Linked DNA regions of Mus musculus: regions 1 and 2 are each linked to region 3. Evidence: chromatin contacts called from public HiChIP or PLAC-seq data. All regions are on one chromosome and are shown on one strand. The core of a region is the stretch at or near the end of the contact, and the rest is flanking DNA. Distances in the headings are between cores, read along the strand shown. Region 1 holds the start of Smad3 (SMAD family member 3). Region 2 overlaps Smad3 (SMAD family member 3). Region 3 overlaps Map2k5 (mitogen-activated protein kinase kinase 5).

Region 1 (4,238 bases), core at 1,252-3,751, 590 kb after region 3:
GTACCTAGTCCTACTCGGCTGGGAGCAAAAGTGTTAGCCTGAAATCTCAGAAGCACACTAGCTTTGACCTGCCTGTGAGGAAGGCACAGCCTCTCCTCCAAGCTGACCCCAGCCCAAAGATTAACCAAGAGCGTTGCAGACAGAAGAGATCCACCACCCACCCTGGACACGGATGCTTTGGGGACTCGGAGTTCAAAACAGACTGGGAGAAAGGGCATGCCAGATCTAGTCGAATGAATGCTTTCCCTCTCTAAGTTCTGTTGCTTTGCAAGCAAGATCATTTTAGACCTCCGTGCCTTTTCTATGTTCCAGTTCTGTCGTCGACCATATGAAAGTGCCTTGTAAATTGTGAAATACTTTGCACAGCTATTTCATACTTGATAGCACTGGAGGAGGGTTCAAAACAGAAAGCACTTGAGCTGGGTGCACTCGGGCAGATGGGGGTGGGGGGTGGGGGGAGGCTGCTTCTCCAGACCTGACAGAGCTCTGTGAAACTCAACCGCCCGCTTCAGCAAAAGGATAGAGGAGATTGGAAAGCTGGAGAAGAAGCCAAAAACCCAGGTGCCTCTGACTATCACATCACCCCTAACGCCAGCTGGCAAAGGCTCAGCAGCCAAGCGTTCTTCCAGACCACATACTGCCTGCCTGCCCTCTCCTTTACAGGTGGAATCCACCCACTCAGGTTTGGGGGTTGTTAGATTTTTGCTTTTGTTGTGTTTTGTTTCTGTTTTCTTTAAGTGTCATTCCCACCATATGTGGTGTGTGCTTCTAGGGAAGGCCGACCCTGGGTTCCTGTGGACAGATGTTGTTTTGTGTCTTACTATCAGGGCTGGCAGCCCATACACAGCTGCCTTGAGCAGGTGGCCAAGGATGGAAGCTACCCCTGCCTAGACAGGTGATGACCTCTACTATCGTAGGCCTTCTTTCCATCCCTCTGCAGGCAGAACGCCCCCGCCCCCCCCCAAACATCCCCACCTGCCCCTCATCTGGAATCAGTCTTTAAAGGTGTTTGAGAAGAAACAAAACCAGAAGACTAAAGTGCTCTCACCGCATTGCCCAGACGCGGGTATGCTCTAGAAGGCCTTGGGAGTGAAGTCACTGACCCCTTCCATCAGCCATCTGTGAGCTCCCGCCGGACTCCTCTAGCCCGATGGGAAGGATAAAGGAGGTCAGGACAGATGGCAAAGCGCTTTGGGAAAATAGGCTCTACAGGAATGCAGGGCCGATGGGAGGCCAGCCCTGGGGTGTTTTGTTATCTGCCTGGAGCTGCCTGCTCCATTCTAGGCACCCGCATACTCTGGATTAAAAAGATCGCAAATCAGCAGGGGTGGGGTGGAAAGAGGGAAAGCCCCTACTTTCTGCCACTTGTTTCTCCCGCTTCAAAGTCGGTGCTCTGCTCTCCAACTAAGTGCGTGCGTGCATGCGTGCACAGGGGGCGGGAGGCTGGCACAACCAAATCTAAAAATACTCAGTAAAAATGCTAATCCCAAAGCAAAGAAAGAGCGAAGAAGGAATCTGTCAATCAACGGGCTCCCGCTCCTCACCCACAGCTGTACCGACTGCATTCCTGTAGACGAGGAAAAGAAGTGGGGGAACAGAGCTGAAGAAAAGAAAGGGACACACGCCACCACCTCCACGAGCGCGGGGCGGGAGGCGGCGGAGGAGGAGGGGCTCGGCCGGCAGAGCCGAACAAAGCGGGGCCTCCACTTGGAGCCCGAAGCCCCGAGAGTTGGGGGGCCAAGCTCAGAAACACCCCTGCTGCCCGGAAGCAGCTGGCGACCCTTGAGGTCTAGAAGCCAAAATGCTGCACGGAAGCCAGGTCTCTGAGGCTAGGCAAATCCGAAGGTTTTGTTTGGGGTCCCTCCACCCACTCCCCGTCCCCTACAGGCGCGCGCACACACGCGCACACGCCCTCCCTCTCCACCCGGGCCGCGCTAGGGGGCTGGGCCAGTGCGCCCCCAGCCGCTCTGGGACCCCACCTGGGGATGGTAATGCACTTGGTGTTCACGTTCTGCGTGGTGATGGCCTTCTCCAGCTCGTCCAACTGCCCCGTCTTCTTGAGCTTCTTCACCAAGCTCTTGACCGCCTTCTCGCACCACTTCTCCTCCTGCCCGTTCTGCTCGCCCTTCTTCCAACCCAGCAGGCGCTTCACGATCGGGGGGGTGAAGGGCAGGATGGACGACATGGCTGGCACCGAAGGGTCACCGGCGCCCCCGGCGGGGCTGGGCGCACTGGGGACGCCGGGGGCGCTCAGAGGCAGCTCGGCCCGCGCCTCGCCCGAACTTCGCTTTTAACTCTGGAGAACTTGCCCGGGCGTCCGGGCCAGGACTGCGGCGCTGCAGCTGCGGGGATCGGGAGCACGGCGGCGCCCGAGCTGCTCCACGCGGACCGACGGACTGACGGGCAGGCCCCGGACGCGCGGGGCGGAGGCGGCGGCCGCGAGACTCCAAGTGGCAGTAGAAAGTTTGGGTTTCCGCACGGGGTAGCTGTTTGGGTGCCGCCTCCGGGAAGGAAAGTCCAACCCCCAGCCAAACTTTGCTGGCCTGGATGGCTTTGGTGCGCAGATCCCTCCGCCTCTGCAGCGCTGCTCCTCCTCCTCCTCCTCCTCTGCGATCGCCGCCTTGCAGGGCCAGCCAGGGCCGAGCAGCCGCGCTACCCGCTCCTCTCCCGCCCGCTCCCAAGTCTACGTTTCACGCAGCTCCGCGTGCAGCCTCCTTCCCAGCGCAGTCGCCGCCCCCTCGCTGCCGGGGCTCCCCGCTCCTCCCCCGCGCCCTGCTCCGGGGAGGACCCGCGGCCTTCCCCGCCCAGCGCCGCCAAGCGCGCCCACGTGGGCCACCGGGTAGGGCGGCCGCCAGCTCTGCCAAGTGCCGAGGGACCGGACTCCTGGGGACTCGCCGCCCCACAGACTCTCAGATACCGTTGCAGGAACTAGAGAGGATTAGACTCACAGGGAACAGGCACTGTCCGTCAAGGGCTGGCTGCACTCCGGAGAGGACTCGGGCGCGGTGAGGGGTTCAGAAAAGCTCCGGGCCCAGGAAGTTGGGGCACGCTGATCTCGCTCAGTGGCCAGAGCTGCTTTAGGTGGTTTTTTGTTTTGTTTTTGTTTTCCTGCTGGGTGAGATCAGAACGGCCGACTGCCTGAGACTGCGGAGGAGGGAGTTGGAAAAGGGGAGAGGGAGACTTAAAAGGAGTTAAGAGACCTCAGTGACAACTTGAACAATAGCTGGAGCCAGGGGTCCCTTGGGCCCAGTGAACCAAGCTTTTTGCAGAAAACGGGCCTCAAAGACATCTGTTGCGTTCCTGAAGGAATGAATGGGGGTGCTTTAGGATTTTTCTTTGGAGGAGGGGAGAGAATTAACATTTCAGGGTGTTACTGAAGTTCCGAAATTCGACACCAAACAAGTAAGAGAGCTTTTGTTTACAAAGCAATGAACTCGCACACACAAAGAGCAAGCCGGAGAGGACTCGAGAAGTTTATTCAAAGTTAGCCTAGGTGGGAAGCCAAGAGAACCTGACTTTGAGTAGCCCTAGGGGCTTTACTGCAGACTAGACGAATTCAGGGCTGGTTGCCCACGGTCCCTCCACGGATTTGGGGCGTTACATTAGACCCTCTGCTCCTTTATCCTGTTTCAGCCTCCCTATCAGGCTAGCCCAGATGCTTAGAGTGTGCTTGGTTTTGCGCACGCGCGAACACACACACACCTATTTCTCTCCCGTGGTGAGAAACAAGTTATTTGCAAACCAAGATCCGGTGCGCTTTACGAAGCCCTATGAAGTGTGGCTCGTCCCACAGAGTCAGCCCTGAAGCTTCAGGGGCCCCCTGCTCTGTCCTCGAGGCTGCCCCACCACCAACCGCCAGCGGCAGCTTGTCAGGGGTTGTGGTTTCCCTCCTTCCACCTCCCTGGTAAGTCCTGAAAGGAAGACCCCTGAGGCTCAGTAGACCTCAGCAAGCCGGTTCCTGCAAACCAGTTAGATGGTGGCTGCAGCCTCCCTTCCACTTGCTGCTAGAGACTATAAGGAAGGAGGTCCTTTTTGTTTTGTTTCAAGACAGGGTTTCTCTGTGTAGCTCTGACTGTCCTAAAACTCGCTCTATAGACCAGAGCAAAGCTGGCCTCGAACAGAGATCTGCCTGCCTGTGCCTTACTTGGCATTAAAGGTGGGCAGTCTTCACTGCTGTGTTCAAACAGATACCAATCACTGCCGTTAAAAGCCTGAGAGGCACAGCACCAAGGGTCAGA
Region 2 (3,737 bases), core at 398-2,897, 550 kb after region 3:
GTGCCAAATCCCTTGCCAAAGTCATCTGTTCTCTGCCACCTGCCATGACAGACGGGATTATGGGAAATGGGCTGGCAGGAGGGTACTGCCCACAGTGCATATGGATGCTTATAGAATATGCAGACGTGTGCCCCCTCCCGAGCCCCCGAAACAGAGGGTAACAGGGTCAGATGTTCTGAACTGGGACCCAAGCAAGGATGGCACAGAGCACGGCTTGAACCACTGAAGATGAATCAAAAGACAAGCCTTGGTTTGTTTGACCCATCAGTTGGTTTTCGACACTATTTACCTCAAAGCAATCCTCCTGCCTCAGCCTCTCAAGTGCTGGCTTTACAGTCATGAGCCACCATGCTTGACTTGCTTTTGGTCTTGTTTGAGACAGGGGTCTCACTCTGACCTGAAATCCATAATCCTCCTGCCTCAGCTTCTCAAGTGCTGGAATTATAAGTATGCCCCACCTCGCCCAACAGGATCCTTTCTTTGTAGAAGTCTAGCTTCTTCTATGATGAGGCATTCTGGCTAGCATGCCTCATCTCCCCAAGGGAGCTGCCACTCGGTGTACACACTGGCACCTACCCACTCCCATGAGAACAGGAAAGCCTGAACTCATTCATTCCCCAGCCTCTCCGAGGACAAGGAAGTGCCACTCACTGTGCTAGTGTAGCGTTTACAAAAGTTGAAAAATACCCACGCCGGCCCTGCCTGCCTGCCTGCCTGCCTGCCTGCCCTGGGTGACACTCTGGGCTGTTAGAGGCGGAGGAGGTATGGGGGTGAGCAGTCTGAAGTCTGATCTTATCTACTTTCCTGCCTTTGAACATTGCCACAACAAACCCAGCAGGCCAGGCTCTTTGAAAAGCAGGGCCTGTTACACACAGCTCAGCCCTGGCCCCCTTCCTTCCTCCAGGTCCCCTGGCTCCCTTCTGTACAATCTCCAATGGCCTGCAGGTCAACACCTTGGAAAAGGTAAAGCTACTCACTCCCTTAAATAAGACACATGGCCTCACTGATCAACCCACACTGAGTGCTTACTGAGGTCTAGAAACAAGCTAGACACAAAGAGAAAGGTACACAGTTGGCCCCCACATTGGCTACTAGAAGTGACAGAGTGCCAAGCTTCCCCGGGATTAACAGGAGATGGAAGTCATTATTGTTGGCTCAGTTCAGGCCCCTGTGTTCTGTTCAATAGATGCATAGAAAAACCATACAGGAGTAACGATCAGACATTGGACTGCTACACATGACAGGTCGAAGCTACCAGCATCTGAGATGAGAGGGCCGAGTGAGTAGCTGATGATGAGACAGAAGCCCAGACAGTGCTTGGAGTTCTGAGTTCCTATTTCTGGGCCAGTAGTGCCTAGTTCTCCACCTGTTCTAGGTTCCCTAAGGCAGGTCAGGTCACAGCTGGAACTCAATCATCCTTAACTCACATCTGCACAGGTCTCTGCTGCTTCCTTAAACTCTCTTCAACCCCATCCCTCACCACAGCACCTTGGACTTCCCCAAATGGTGGGAGGCAGGGGGAGGAGAGCAAGGCAGGCCCAAGACAGGGCTTCCGAACAGGGAACTCCAGCAGTCAGAACTGGGCGGATGAATGACACACGGGTAAGTTACCTTTGTGGAGAAGGGCCAAATTAATACATTCAAAAATATTTACTGAGCTCTGCGCCCTAGGCAGGAAGTGACTCAGCAGACATTCAGAGAAAGGAAAGGTGGTTAGAGAGAGAGCCGGGGGTAACCAAGGCAAGGGAGTGGAACCATTCTGGGAACAAAGGACAGAGAGAGAGAGAGAGAGAGAGAGAGAGAGAGAGAGAGAGAGAGAGAGAGAGAGAGAGAGAGAGAGAAGGGTGCGAGAGTCTGGGGCACACTCCGAGATACATGGCAGCCAATGGATGTGGCAGCAGGTGCATATAGCATACCCAAGAGGGACCAGGGTGAGCTCCAACTAGAAAGAGTGAAGACAGATCCAGATAGTGCTGGGCTCTGGAGACCTTTCAGTACCCAGCGAGGGGACCGGACCACATCCCAGTCCACATGAGCAGGATGAGTCCGGGTCCTACCTATCCACTGTGGTCTGCCCCTGCTAAGGCCATGGAGAAACTCAGGCTCGCACCTGTTTACCAGACTCTCACTCCGAAATTATCAGAATCCGTCCACATTCACCAGTCTGCACTAGCCCTGACCAGCACCCCAGGCAGACCCCAAATTCCTGCAGTGGAGGAAGGACCTGAATGTTCACACAAAACCCACTGGCTTCGAGAGGGTGGTTGGGCCAGCTCACTCTGAAAAGAGCCTCCTTTGGCATATTGCAAGTGGTTTTCACACATTTCTGGGCAAGGGCGTGGGACTGTGTGAACAACACGTTCCAAAAGGAAAAGCAGTGTGCAGTGGTCTCTTCTGACTCGCCCTACCTGTGACAGACTCCAGTGCATGCCCCCAGTGCACACACCTCAGCCCACCCCACCACGGCCTGACTAGCAAGGCAGGTCTAGAGGATCCTAAGGTCAATGCCACTCACTCACAACGCACTGACCTTCCAGGTGACCAGCAAGAATGCAATTAAATCTCAGGCCATTCCACATGAGCTCACCTTACCTCCATCTGGTCCGATAGAGCTAAGCAGGGTCGAGGCTGGTTAGTGTTTGGATGGGAGGATATGACTAATCCTTACAGGGAAGGGGCTGAGTCTTCACTAACTCTGCCTTCAACAAAACAGGTGCCTCGGACCCTGCGGTCAATGGCAGAACAGACCCCAGACATTCCAGGTCCAGTTTCCCAGGAGAACCCACTTCATCGTACAATCCCGCCTGCCCCTCAGTCCCGCCATCCCACAAACGCCTGCACAGGCAAGAAAGCCTGACAAGGCCATCGCCTCACACCCACTCCAGGGGACATGAAGGCTGGCATGCTAGTCATGCACAGGGTATGACAGCTAGGCTTGGACAGGAGAGGCTACTGCCCAAACGTCCCAGAGCTAATAAGACTCAGCACTTGTCATTCCTTGTCCCTGGGTCATACTTCAGTATACTTTCTCGGGATAGTGAAATTTCCAAGCTCCTGAAACCTTCTCTTACTTCTCCTAAAGATTAAATACACCTTTCACTCGGTGCCAGCTCAGCTTCCTCAGATGGCACCATCATAACTACGCTCACTGCCACTACCCGGGACAGCATACTAGAGAGCTGCTCCCGAGAGGACCGAGTCACACAGTCACATAGGGCTGGTTGAGCTTGAAGCCCTCTTCTGATACAGCAGTGTTTATAGAACTCACTGATGCCCATGTGATTCATGTCACCATAAACACAGACTCACCCACCCGGCGCTGGGTCCACATCAGTCTTAAAGCAGAACGAGCAGTGAACTGCGTCCTAGAAAGGCTTGTTTCCTGCCATGCCAAATGTTCACAGTGGAAAGGAAAAGAGCAGGGCTGAGGAAACTGTCCCATTGTTCAAGTGCTAACCGCACAAGCACAAGGACATGAGTTCAAGTCCCGGGACTCTCAGAAAAGGACTGGGTGTGGTAGCAAGCACTTAGATCCCAGGGCTGAGGAGGCAGAGACAAGAGGGTGCCTGGAGCTCACTAGGCAGCCAGCTGAGACAAATCACTACGTTCTAGTAACTGTCTCAAAAACACAAGCAGAGACCAACTGAAGGAGACACCTGAGGATGATCTCAGGCCTTCACATGTACCTGTGTATGTACACACACACACACACACACCTGCACACAAATACACACACA
Region 3 (3,669 bases), core at 101-2,600:
GGGAAGGAGGCTAGGAAGCATTGTTCCACTCACCAAGACTTTCAGCAGAAACTTTGTAGCCTCCATGAAAATCAGGCTCTGGAGAGTCACAGAAACTGAGCAAGGGGGCGGGGAGATGGACGACCCCTGATGTCCACCCCAACTCCTGCTTCTTTTCCTCGTCATCTGCCTTCTTTCCTGTTCCCCACTCCTGTTTTTCTGAGCCTCTCTCAGACTCTCTGTCCCTGCTGGCTCACAGGGCTTTGAGCTACTTTGCCAGTATACCTGGCTGTGATCTGTGGCTCCAACGAATAGTCAGGCCCTGGGTTGTGTTCTAGACATCCCAGTGGCCAGCAATAGCCTCACCACATGGCCATGGCTAAGAGAGGCGTGGATCTACTGTGTCCTGACCCCAGCACTTACCAGGCTCTGTGAGGACCAGGTGGAGCTTGGGGGTGGGAAGGGAGGAACACTACCCTAGCTCTCCAGCCTGGGGGCCCAGGCCTACACCTAAAGCCAGCTAGGTACCTATTGTTCCTCACTGCAATCTGTAGGGGTTACAGACATGAGTGTAGGACCCCAACAAAGGGCTACAGAAGCCAGGCTGCTGGGGGGGGGGCGCCTCTGTGTGGCACAGGTCTGGGTGGGAGTTGAACAAGAGGCACTCCATTTTGGCTTCCATGTGCTCTCCGGCTTGTACTAGCCCAGCCCTCTGCCTGCTTTCACATGGCTGCCTAGATAGATAGTCCTCTTCTTAAATTCCTGTGCATGTTTTTTCCAGATTTGGGAGAGTGACCCTGTGGCCTTCTGAAGAACAAAGACATAAGCTGTGCACTGGAGGATGGTCCCCTCCCCCCAGCCCAGAGTACCACAGTGTCACTTTCACAGAATGCTGGGTGACTTTGGGGCCATATGCTCCATCACGGTTGTCATCTGTCTGAGAACAGGCAGAGTGGAACTGAGGAGGGGAGTGGAGGCATCCCTTCTCAGTCCAGGAAGGGCTGACGGTTGTACAGTGGACAGCACTGCCTGGTGCCCTGGGATAGTTGAGAAGTGGACGGATCACCAGGTTGCTGACCTCCAGGTTTTGTGGAGGCACCTGCCCTTTCCTGACCCATGCGTGCCTGGGGGCTAACTCCATCTCTTGTGTACCTCTGATGAGGTAACTTAGATCACCACACACAAAAAAGAGAGGTTTTGTCCCCAGTCTTCACTGCCTGCTTTTGGGCAGGTATCTGAGAGGCAGATAAGGGAGTGAACTGCAGGAGACATGCACAAAGTGTGCCAACAGCCCTGTCTGCAGAGCTTGGCAGAAGCTGGGCAGCTTCTTGCTGGCTTCCTCACCAGGCAGTGGGAACTCTCATTTCCTGTGAGAGATCACAAGCCCAAATACAACAACTGAACTGGCAGGGGCTTCAGTCTTCCACAACACATACTCGGCACAGTGGATAAAGGTGTAATGAAGGCAAAAGATGGGGGCTGTGTCCAAAAGTGGGTCAGTGGAGTGAGCATCATCTGCCACAGACACCCTCCAAAGAGGAAGATGAGGAAGAGAGAGAGGAGGAGAAAGGGGAGGGGGAGGAGGAAGCACTGGCAACAACTGCTCTGTTAGGGAGGAAGAGCCATGCCATCCCCTGCATCCCATCCCTTCCCCTCCCCAGCCTGCTCCTGGTCTCTGATGTCCCAGCTTTTAGGTGATGGCTCTGTTTCTTGCTTGCATATCTATTACAGTAAGGTGCTTTCCTGCAGGAGAGACAGCAGGCCCTGCTGAGCCTTCTTTAAAAGGCGCAGGTGTGGCTGTTGTGTGGCAAGACTGGGGCTCCAAGCCTGGCTACCATGATGGGTGCTGCCTGAGACCCAGCAGCTGCTCTCCAAGTCCAGTGCTCAGTGACAGTCTCCCTGTCTGCCATTAGTTGGGATCTGAGTTTCATGTCATTTAAGAATTTGCCCTTTGGGGTGCCCACCTTTTTTTCTGTGTAAAGCTGCTTAGGAATACCACACATTTGAACTGAACTTGTACCTGGGCTGCAGGGCCTGGTACGATGTCTGATTCACAACTCCGCACAGTGCTTGTGGTATGGGAAAGAGATGCATGTGTGCGTGCAACCTAAATGTCCATCCCTACCCACCAGGCCTCTGTGTACAGGCACTGGCTGTTCTGCATCCGTACACAGCTAACGTGAACTTTCCTATACCAAGGCTTCAGAAACTCTGGACCAGGGCAAGGAGAGAGAGCAAGGGTGGTTTAAGAGCAGGACACTCTTTCTCCATGCTGCCTGCCTGTTTGCTGCTGCTCCTTGAGGTGGGCACAGCCAGTTTTGTCCTATTTGTTTAGAGTATTGTACATGCATAGGCACACTGACTCAGTGTGGGTAAAAGCTCACTCACATCCTCCTCACTGAGACTTGTGTGCCAGGCAGTGGCAATCAATGACACTGTGTATAAACATCACTCCCATCTTACAGATGAGGACACAAGACACACAAGATTAAATCCACAGAGCTGAACCTTTCTTTCCACTGACTCCAGTGCCCAACCCCGGGATTACACAACTTCCTCGTTGATCTGGAATGGGGTGGAAGGAATGGCACCTGCCTGCAGGAAAGGCTGGCCTCAAAGCATGGAGGACAGATGCCATCTGCCTGCTGAGGTCAGCCTCTCTGGATCTCAGAGTGACTGGCCCCAGAGCTGGAGGCCGGGGCAGAAGAACCATCAGAAGCTGGCTGGCAGTAGCAGCAGCAGCAGCAGCAGCCCCCAGCACTCCCGTAGTGGAGCTTGTCTGTCCTGCCCTTTCTAGGGCTCCTTCTGGTAGGTACCCTTCCTGTGGCACACTCTGCTACAGGTACAAAGTACCCTTGTCACAAAGTACCCCAGCACCCCTGGCTGGCTCCATCCCCCTAAAGCCTGTGCTTAGGTTGGGGTGGATCCAGGCCTCACCCACCCCTTCCCCACCAGCCACACAAGGTGGGCGGGGACATCTTAGCTCCTGTGGACACAGGCAAGGCTGGCCTAGGCCTCTTATTCATAGCCCAAATTAGCAGAGTACAACAAGCTTTGGAAGCCTGCTGGATGGGGCCATGCAGTGCCCAGACAGGTGCCTGTAAGGGTGGTCGGAGTGTCTGGAGAGGGTCTGTGAGGTTTGTTGGAGGGGGGGGGCTACAGGCATCTTCCTGAAGGATCCCACCTCCCCTCTCAGTCTGAGCCAGGGCTGTTAGGATCTACATGAGCTCAGACCCGTGAGGAGTGAGGCGTTCCATCACAGTCCTGTTAAGGGATACTTTAATCTGTATGTTAAAAACCTTATACCATGTGCTCAGCCGTGCTCAGTCCACAGGACCACCATGAAGACCTTGTGTTATGATGATTTTTACAGGTCTTAGGGCAAAGCTGGTGAACCTGTTCCATTTGTTGCAACTGCTACTGACTTCAGACCTGTGTGGCCGTGTGGTGCACTGGCAATCTGAAAACACACAGGGCTATGGTGTCCTACTCTGACTGGACGTGAATATAAAATCCTGGTAGCATACCATGAGCCTAGGCACATGGCGGCCAGCTGACACATGGGGCGGGGACTGTCTGAGAGCATGGCCATAAAGCTCTGTGAAGCACATCTGTACTCTATGCTCATTACAAGCACTTTATGTAAACACTTGGTGCATACTGTCAGTGGCTAGGTCTTACAATAAAACT

The links. HiChIP or PLAC-seq counts read pairs in DNA pulled down with a chosen protein or histone mark.
Region 1: an H3K27ac HiChIP or PLAC-seq map of T-cell acute lymphoblastic leukemia shows a contact between it and region 3, with 3 times the contacts expected there. The contact joins the promoter of Smad3 here to the enhancer-like site in region 3. A contact is called at or near these places in 3 of 39 promoter capture datasets (embryonic stem cells and stem cell-derived epiblast-like cells) and 9 of 115 datasets of contacts at active chromatin or transcription factors (T-cell acute lymphoblastic leukemia, embryonic basal ganglia, embryonic forebrain and 6 more).
Region 2: an H3K27ac HiChIP or PLAC-seq map of T-cell acute lymphoblastic leukemia shows a contact between it and region 3, with 2.8 times the contacts expected there. The contact joins two enhancer-like sites. A contact is called at or near these places in 1 of 115 datasets of contacts at active chromatin or transcription factors (T-cell acute lymphoblastic leukemia) and 1 of 9 other capture datasets (embryonic stem cells).

The regions. Positions count from the first base shown.
Region 1 is chr9:63,755,493-63,759,730 of GRCm38.p6, forward strand. It overlaps Smad3 (SMAD family member 3), which reads right to left and starts at 2,502. Exons shown (of 9, transcript NM_016769.4): 1 at 1,980-2,502. The coding sequence starts at 2,185.
Region 2 is chr9:63,720,229-63,723,965 of GRCm38.p6, forward strand. All of the region lies in intron 1 of Smad3 (SMAD family member 3), which reads right to left. Among named protein-coding and RNA genes, the nearest start is that of Gm51710, 9.5 kb to the right of the region's middle. Within about 2 kb of position 1,648, at least 151 of the 459 cell types and tissues checked have an H3K27ac peak or open chromatin away from gene starts, as enhancers often do. A contact at or near this core is called in T-cell acute lymphoblastic leukemia, where this site is marked.
Region 3 is chr9:63,165,546-63,169,214 of GRCm38.p6, forward strand. The region is part of intron 21 of Map2k5 (mitogen-activated protein kinase kinase 5); the gene reads right to left. Among named protein-coding and RNA genes, the nearest start is that of Skor1, 20 kb to the left of the region's middle. Within about 2 kb of position 1,351, at least 2 of the 459 cell types and tissues checked have an H3K27ac peak or open chromatin away from gene starts, as enhancers often do. A contact at or near this core is called in T-cell acute lymphoblastic leukemia, where this site is marked.